Regions from separate parts of the Sus scrofa genome. Here region 2 is linked to region 1. The links are chromatin contacts, called in public HiChIP or PLAC-seq maps. All regions are on one chromosome and are shown on one strand. Each heading gives the region's core, a stretch centred on a gene start, on an enhancer-like site or on the middle of the called end of the contact. The rest is flanking DNA. Distances are from core to core; before and after follow the strand shown.

What was found. HiChIP or PLAC-seq counts read pairs in DNA pulled down with a chosen protein or histone mark.
Region 2: a contact with region 1 is called in an H3K27ac HiChIP or PLAC-seq map of skeletal muscle. The contact joins two enhancer-like sites. A contact is called at or near these places in 1 of 47 Hi-C or Micro-C datasets (epiblast stem cells) and 1 of 2 datasets of contacts at active chromatin or transcription factors (skeletal muscle).

The regions. Positions count from the first base shown.
Region 1 is chr14:63,229,026-63,233,538 of Sscrofa11.1, forward strand. The region is part of intron 2 of CCDC6 (coiled-coil domain-containing protein 6); the gene reads right to left. Among named protein-coding and RNA genes, the nearest start is that of CCDC6, 69 kb to the right of the region's middle. Within about 2 kb of position 1,911, at least 8 of the 83 cell types and tissues checked have an H3K27ac peak or open chromatin away from gene starts, as enhancers often do. A contact at or near this core is called in skeletal muscle, where this site is marked.
Region 2 is chr14:63,574,891-63,579,521 of Sscrofa11.1, forward strand. The region is part of intron 16 of ANK3 (ankyrin-3); the gene reads right to left. Among named protein-coding and RNA genes, the nearest start is that of ANK3, 230 kb to the right of the region's middle. Within about 2 kb of position 1,646, at least 7 of the 83 cell types and tissues checked have an H3K27ac peak or open chromatin away from gene starts, as enhancers often do. A contact at or near this core is called in skeletal muscle, where this site is marked.

The sequences.
Region 1 (4,513 bases), core at 661-3,160:
AAAAAAATAAAACAAACAAAAACAAAAAAAAAAACTGTTTTGTAAAAACTAGCCCTTCCTTCTTTGAGAAACAGTATTTAAGCCAAAGAAAGAATTCATCCTAAGCCAAGACCTCATGGTAAATTAAAATAAAAAGCCACATCTTTCTTACCGAGTTTATGAATACAGAGGAAAAAGGAAAGTAAAGATAATCAGCAACAGGATAAGACTCTATATTTTAAGGTAACTACTAATTGGGCTGACTGTTCTGAAAAGGAAAAAAAAAAAAAAAAAAACTACCCAAGAAATTCAAACATCACAACATTTATAACTGCAAATTTTGACATCATTTGAAAAGCTTTTCCAGGAGTTCCCGTCTTGGCGCAGTGGTTAACAAATCCAACTAGGAACCATGAGGGTGCGGGTTCAATCCCTGGCCTTGCTCAATGGGTTAAGGATCCAGTGTTTCCATGAGCTGTGGTGTAGGTTGCAGAAGCAGCTGGGATCCCACGTTGCTGTGGCTCTGGCGTAGGCTGGCAGCTACAGCTCCAATTCGACCCCTAGCCTGGGAATCTCCATATGCTACAGGAACGGCCCTAGAAAAGGCAAAAAGACGAGGGGAAAAAAAAAAAAGAAAAGCTTTTCCAGTGACAGCTGATGTCCATTTACAAGTGGAACCAAACATCCTTTAATAGCCAAGATTTACCTCTTCAACTAAAATGGATAAGGGTTATCTCCCCTACCCTGCTGAATAAAGCAACCGCGCTCCAGCTTCATCTCATTATTTTTAATTTCCTTTTCCTCCTACCTTTACTTTCTACCTGCATTTTCCCAAATTTTGTCAAAGACAGCCTAGGAAGCTTCTAACCCCCTACTCTTGCTCTTACATTTTGAGGGGGTCCAGGCTGGCATATAACTCCAGCCACAATGGCAACACACACTGTGGGAAAAACTCAGTGATACCCTAAGACTAAAAAACTGTGTCCAGTTTATTGTATTTTCTAATCATAATGCAAATTACATTGGACAGAGAGATTTCTGGCATGCTACTAAGAGGAAAATTCTGGCTTATAATTTGGCCTCTGGTGGTTGCAGCATTTAAAATGCAATAAAAACATTCCAGAAGCCTTTTGCAGATGTATCCTGAACACAATGCATAAGCCCCTTGCTCCACAAAAAGAAACAGAGAACACAGAAAGCTGAGGTTTGGAGAATCTGGAATGAAAAGCAACAATAAAAACAACAGCAACAAAAACCCCAACTTTGCCTCCAAATGTGCTGTTAGCTATCAGCTGACAGCAAATTTTTTCTGATTAGCATTAATAGCTCTGAAAAACTAAAAGGTTTTTCCCGGTTGAGCCACCTTGATGAAGAAGAACGTATTTCAAGGTCTCTCCGCCCCTGCCATGGAGAGAAATGAATTTTCACCTGAATGGATGCAATGGTGCAGTGTAAGCCTTGGTGTCTTTCAAATGAACTAGCCAGTTTCATACATATTTATCACCCTGACACGTGATTCTGCTGCCTGCACAAACAAATTCACTTCACTGCCACCTCGGTGACATGGAGAACCTGGGGTCAAAAGGGCGGCCTCAGATGCCAGTGCACATGCCTGAGAAGGAACCTGAGAGACCAGACTCACTTCTAAGGCCTGTACACTTGCCTGCTGCCCAGAGACACAGCCACGCAGGGGTCAGGGAAGTGCAAGCTCCAGAAAAAACCTGAATCCACTGGGATGGTATTGCAAGGAGAACCAACTGCTCCAGAATTGAGGGGAGGAAGGGAGAAGGTAAATTTGTCTAAATGAATAGGCAGATTTGGAGACTTACTGCAATCCCTTCTCTGGGTTCCATTCCTATGCAAAGGGAGATGGAAGAATAAAGCTGTTTCCTGACAGCCTTCTGAACAGCTCGGCTACAAATCACTTGGCAGTGGCTTTTGCCCACAACTTCCTTCCTCTCCTCCACGTAACATCTTGCCATAGATGCGAGACAACTTCAACTGCTTTAAAAATTCCAGGAGTCATCACCTCAGGGGCCAAATCGATAACAATAAAAAATAAGCCCTGCCACACTGAACAAGAGACTCAGATAACTTTCATCCTTAAGTGCTTTCAGTCATCAATAAGCATGTGCCTCCCCCATAAGGAAATGAGTACAGTAATTTCTATTATAGCTCTAGCAGCATTATTTTCTGAAGGCCAGATCCAAATTCAAGTGTGAAGCAAAGGACAAACCTACGAACCTATTTGTTATTTTAGGTCTAAAATTTGGAAACTGGGTTAGAGGGAAAAGATTCAGAGGAGTAAGTAACACCTGGTTCTCTTATCTCAACCCTGTTCCATGGTTTTCAAAACAGAAAAAGTACTCGTTCACTTTTGGCAGTGGTATTGGTGGAGAAGAGTGCCAAGCAACCACTGAACAAGGGCTCCCAAGAGCAGGAAGTGAACCTGATGCCTCAGGCTTACATAAAAGCAAGTGAGCAAATCCCTAATTGCCAAAACCATTCTTAATCTCAGCAACACCAGGTCTTCCAGTTGGCCCTGGTGGTTGGTGGTTAACAGTTAGCCAGAGGATATAGGGATTTTTAAAAAAGTGATTTTAGGATGGGGGGGGGGGGCAGTGGAATGAATCCTATCAAGACTGACAAGACAGCTAAGCTAGTAAGCTAGTCATGAGAGCCTTCTGGCTTCGCTAGTTCTCAATGATCTGGGCGGTCCCGAACCTTGCCTCGCAGCAAATGGGCCTGACTCTGCAGGAGGCTCCTGTGCCCTGCTGTCCATGACAAATATGCAACTATGACGATAAAACTGAGCAGGAGCTTCCTAAGCATGGATGTCCCATCTCACCTCAGACCCCACCGTGTCCTCTGCCTCTTGTTTTCAAAAAAGCTTTAGCCTCTGAGGCCTTCTCTGAGTTCCAAAGAGCAAATTTAACCAGAGAAGTGAGGAAAACAGTCAAGCAAGACAAAATTTAGACATAAAACAAAGCAAGGACCTTTAGTTCCTCCTCTAGGGCTGTAAATAATATCCTGAGCCATATCCTTGAGCTGTTTTGCAGATACTAAAACCCCCACCAGGTGGAAGAAGTTAGCTGCTTGTGGATCACCAGCATGGGCACCTCAGACTGGTTGGAAACTGAAGGTTGATGACTGAGATTAAATGTCACCATTATCTCACCATCAACCAATTAGAGAGTGTGCACCAGTGGATCACACAGGCTGTGACTTTCCTTCCCCTCATATTGTCTTTAAAAATTCTTCCAAAGCCATCAGGGAGTTCAGGTCTTTTAAGCATGAGCTGCCCATTCTCCCTGCTTGGTGCCACTGTATCTTCCCTTCACCACAGCCTGCAGTTAGTGGACTGGCTTTGCTGTTTGTGGGGTAAATAGACCCAGGTCTGGTTTGGTAATGGCAGCAGGACTGTGAGCTTTCAAAGTCAGTGACACAGAAGGAGGTTCCAAAAGCTAAGGACAAAACATGCATTAAAATTTTTAAATTTCCTTTTTAGGAAATAAGATGTTTTCCAATTACAAAAGTAACGCATGTTGCTTTTACAAAGTTGGAAGGAAAGGGATGTAAGAAAATTAACATAACCTATAAGCTCAGCACCCAAATATATAGCTAACATTTCAGAAGAGTCTTTTAGATTTCTCTTTTCTAACATAAATATTATATATCATGTTCTGATGAAGAGTTTGCTTACAAAACATTTCTTATAAATTTTAATTACAAATTCTGATTAAACGACAACCTCTCTGCAAGGCATTCCAGAGCTGAATTTAGTTCTGATGCAGGCCTGTGTTAGGCTTGGCAAATGTACTAGAAGGTTCTTTTTAGGACAGTTCTCAGCAGTCAGATCATCAATCCCACAGTCTGGGCTCAGAAGGATATAGACTTTTCAGACAAGAGTTTTTACAAAATCAAGGTATGATTTCTGCCTACCTGGTAGATATGCACAAAAACTGGAGAGAAAAGCTACATGCTCTTTTTTGGCTTTTTGTTTCAGAGAGGATTATCATATTTGGAGGTGTCAAAGCTACCTCCTAAACTTGATCTTCTAAAAAGGCAAGGGATTTCCACTCATCTAAACTTAAATGTGGTTCAGTTTTTAAAGGTACTAGCTAGCATCTCTGTTGTAGCAGGTGGGAAGGGAGCCATCTTCTCTATAGCAATAATCTCATTTTGTTCTCAGGACCAAAGAATTCTTTTGAAATGCACATAAAAGCATTGTTCAATCACTATCGGACTCAACAGCCAGAGTACAGTGACAAAACCCAAAACCGTTCTAGAAATAGCCTCTCAGGGGCCTTTGGGTGAAAAACACTAAGCACTTTCCTGGTGAACAATTTACTCATCTGTCCATCAGTGGCACCTGCAGCAGAGTTTCTCTTCGGAGGCCATCACAGTAAGGTCTTATCCAGAAGCCAACATCCTAGAGAGCCATATTCAAGTAATCACACAGTTGGGAAAAGTCTATTGGTACCAATTACTCTTAAAAATCTTCCAGATGGAGATCAGTTCTTCCATATTGGGT
Region 2 (4,631 bases), core at 396-2,895, 350 kb after region 1:
CCCTGAAGAGAGGGCCTTCCGCGCCAAACGCAGGGCTTTGGATGGAGCCCAACTCTACGGTGAGTGACGGGAGGGGGTGAGCTGTTTCACCACCATCCCCACCCGAGAATAAAAGGGAAAAGTCACAAAGCAGTGCTAAAATAGGAAGCCTGTGATATCCTAACACCAGCTAATTAGAGTGGTAAAGGCAAGACAGAGTTCAGCTTCTTACGATACATCATAGCTCTTTTTGTTATTGCTACCGGCCTAAGCTTCAAGCCACCCACTTCTCAGCCTCTGAAGGCAAGTCAACAGCTTCTGTGACATGATCCTCTCCTTGATTACTTTTAACCCCCCCCCAAAACATAGGTTCTTAAAAAACAGAGAAGCTTTAGCACCTCTGAAATGTGTGCGCATTCCAGACGAGTTACCCGTCATTACTAAAGGATTTATCCTGAGCTCCTTACTTGAGTTACAAAGGAAAGTGTAAAGCAAAGGAAAAACAATTCCGGGTATGATTTTAGAATGGAAAGTCAATCTCAGAAAGATTTAGGAAATATTTCAAGTAATACACAAATGGTTTGAGACCTATCACAAGCTTTCCTAAATTTCCTAAATTCTTTCTCATTTCTAGAAAGTTAAAGGATTCTTACTTGCCTTAGAAAGGAGACAGATACATTTATCAGAAGGGAAATAAAATAGTCAGTAATTCAATTGGAGAGTAACAATAATTTTTCCTCTTGATGTAAAGGACGAAGTGCATGCTATGTGTTCTTTTGCACTTCAAGATAAAAACAAGAGCAAATGTAATTTTAAATTATCAAAAGTTACATATTTACACCAAAACTTTACTTATTTTTATTTTTTAAATGTAATTGGAGTATAGTTGACTTACAACGCTGTGTTGGTTTCAGGTGTACAGCAAAGTGAAGCAGTTATACAGTTACGCATGTACACATATCCATTCCCTTTTGGATTCTTTTCCCATATAGGTCATTACACAGTATTAAGTAGACTTCCCTGTGCTATATAGCAGGTCCTTGTTACTTACCTATTTTGTATATAGTAGTGTATATATGTTAATCCCAACCTAATTTATCCTTCCCCCCAACATTTGCCCTTTGCTCCCCATAAGTTTGGTTTTGAAAGCTTTGAGTCTGTTTCTGTTTTGTGAATAAGTTCTTTTGCATCATTTTAAAAATTAGATTCCACCTATTAGTGATCTCAAATGATTTTTTACACGACACTTTACATTGTTCCCAAGAACTTTCACAATTGCTACCAATCCGTATCAGTAGCTATATTGCATATTTTATGAAAAAGAAATCTGACAAATAATAAGTTAAGGCTCACTATACTTTCCACAATCTGTGCCTAAATTATGCCTGAACTCAAGCCAATTCTCTTTTTGGTATAGTCTCCTGCCTCAGGAAATAGATCTGGCTTCTGTTTTACAGAAGACCATCTAGTCTTTCAGCACCCTCCCCCCGCCCCATTACTTAATGTCACATTACGTTTCTAGGATATGTATGAGTAAGAACCTATGTCAGCAGTTCTGCAATAGGGAGGAAAGGCCAAGAAGACATCATCACATACTCTAAGAACCAAGGATGTGAAGGAGGAGTGTTAACACTGAGGTCATTGCTGTCATAGCAACATGCATGATTAGCTCTACTGAGGTTTTTATGCCTCCTTGCTCACCACTGCCAGAATTCAGACACCCTGTAGCCTCCCTTGAGTAAAGAAGGCTCTTCACCTATACTGTATCCATTCGCCCTCCTTCCTTAATAAAAAGCACCTTTGGCATTGTTCCCATCTGAAAACTACATTTCCCAGCTTCCCTTCCAGAAAGAAGTGGCCAGTGAGGTGTAAGGAGAAATGGTTGGGTGGAGCTTCTGGAAATGCCCTATTGTCTGACTTTTTTTTATTGTCTACTGCTTGAAAAGCGGACCTGGCAGCCTGAGCTACATCATCTGGAGCAAAGACCAAAAATCAACTGACCAATCAATCACAGGGACCTTTCATCAGCACTCTGGAAACACTGAACTAGCATCGACAATTGCCTCCCTCCAGGCTGCTTATGACACGAGAAAATGAGAAGCTCATCAGTTTAAACCGCTGTAGCTAGGTCTTTTTTCCTAGCAGATGAACCAAACTCTGAGAGAACTGGCTTTGCTCAGGATAAAAGTACAGAGAAAGCTCCTGGTCAGGATCACTGACTCAGAAAGTGGGCAGTTGGACCTGTGGCAGAGGTGGCATTACAGAGGCTCCTAAGGCGGCAATTGTGCAATGGGAATGAGACTGAATGTCCTATTAGAAAAGCCTGGGTTCAATCAACTGTAAAAGATATGCCTCAGGCTGAAAGGCTGTTAGAAGGAATTAATTAAACAACCTCTTTTCAACTCTTTGTCAAAGACCTTTTGCAGATAGGGAACCAGAAAGTCTCATTTGACAAATACAAAGCGGGAAATCTACAAATCTCTCAATTGTTGACCCGCTTAAGAGTTATTTATGGGAGGAAAGGTGCTTTACTCTCGGTGCTTCACATATTATTTATAACTTCCGTCAATTCTAAACTGCTTAGCACTAGTCGTGACAAAATTATTGCTCTCATGTGAGGAATGAATCGTTTACTTATCAATTATTTACCGGTTGTCTACTAGGAAACTGAAGTTATTTATAATAGAAGAAAAGTGACCCTGGCTTAAAAAGATATGAAAATAAATAAAATGGACAACCGCTAAATTTCACTGAAAATTTTCGTTATTTAAAAAATGATGTAATGTATACATAAAATATCCCATTGTCACCATTTTTATCTAGTCAGTGGCGTTAGGTACATTCACAGTGTTCTCCCCTTATTACCACCAGCCTTCCCTAAACTGAAACTCTACCCATTAAACACTAACCCCCATTCCTTTCTCCCCTCAGCCCTGGCAACCAGCATCCTTTCTTTTTTTCTTTTCTTTTCTTTTTTTTTTTTTTTTTGGCTTTTTAGGGCTGTACCAATAGCGTAAGGAAGTTCCTAGGCTAGGGGTCAAATCAGAGCTGCAGCTGCCACAGCCACAGCAACAAGGGATCTAAGCCACATCTGTGACCTACACCACAGCTCACAGCAATGCTGGACCCTTAACCCACTGAGCAAGGCCAGGGATCTAACCCAAGTCCTCGTGGATACTGGTCAGATTCCTTTCTGCTGTGCCACAATGTGAAATCCCCAGCATGCTACTTCCTGTCTTTACATATTTGAAATCTTACAGTATTTGTCCTTTTGTATGCCTGGCTTATTTCACTTGGCATAGTTTCTTTGAGGTTCATCTATATTGTAGCATGTTTCAGAAAGCCTTTCCTTCTTATGAGTGAACAATACTCCCCTGCATGTATAAACCCAACTTTGTTTATCCCTTCATCCTTCCATGAACACTTGAGTTGCTTCTATCTTTTGGCTGCTGTGAATAAGGCTGCTTTTTTTTTTAAGAAAAAGTTTTTTCAGAAATCAAAGGATGGCTTTATGATAGAAAGAACATCAGGGTTAGAAATTATAGGAAAAAGCCACTCTTAGATGAAAAGCAAGTTTGGGGGCTTGATTTTGAATTGTAGATCTCACTGGGTACAAATCTGAAACAGATAGGGCAGGAAATAATTGAGAAATACAGAAAAAGAGGTTCTGAAGACAAATACCAATCAAAGATTACTTGCTCTTTAAATGGAGAAAGTACCTAAAAATTTTATCTTTGAAAGTATCCAAAGTCATCTAGAATAGCCCAGTTCTTTGATTTATGCATATAACAGATTCAATTTAAATACAAAGTTGAAAGGAGAACATTCTAGCTGCCCACAAATGGAAGGGTGAAACAAATATAAAAAGCCAGAGGTAGGTCAACTATACTCCAATAAAATTTATTAAAAAAAAAAAAAGCCAGAGGGATACTAAAAGTTCCTTTACCCAACAGTATTTAGGAAAAGAATTGCACAGCATTTAAACTGTGGTCCAGTGTTCTCTGATCACAGCCACCTGCTCAACAACAGTGAGCTTCTTAAACCGATAGTACTGTATTAACTTCTCTTCGAATAAACTCTTGGTGTCTTCTCAAATCAGAACACCAGAGTCATAAGAAAGCCATTCACTCTAAGCATCTCTTTTTTCAGAAATCTGTGTGTTGTCTACTGGTTAAAAACAACCTAATCATAAGAAGAAAGATTCTCCTATTGTATAGCACAGGAACTATATTCAATATCCTGTGATAAACTATAAAGGAAAAGAATATGAAGAAGAATATATGGAGTTCCTGTCGTGGCGCAGTGGAAACGAATCCGACTAGGAACCATGAGGTTGTGAGTTCGATCCCTGGCCTTGCTCAGTGGGTTAAGGATCTGGTGTTGCCGTGAGCCGTGGTGTAGGTCTAGGTCGCAGATGAGGCTCAGATCTGGTGTTGCTCTGGCTGAGGTGTAGGCTGGCAGCTACAGCTCCAATTAGATCGCTAGTCTGGGAACCTCCATATGCCACTGGTGCGGCCCTAAAAAGACAAAAAAAAAAAAAAAAAGAATGTATATGTATAACTTGAGTCACTGTGCTATACAGCAGAAATTAACATAACATTATAAGCCAACTATGGTTCAATAAAATAAAATTTAAAAAATAGAATAAGGAT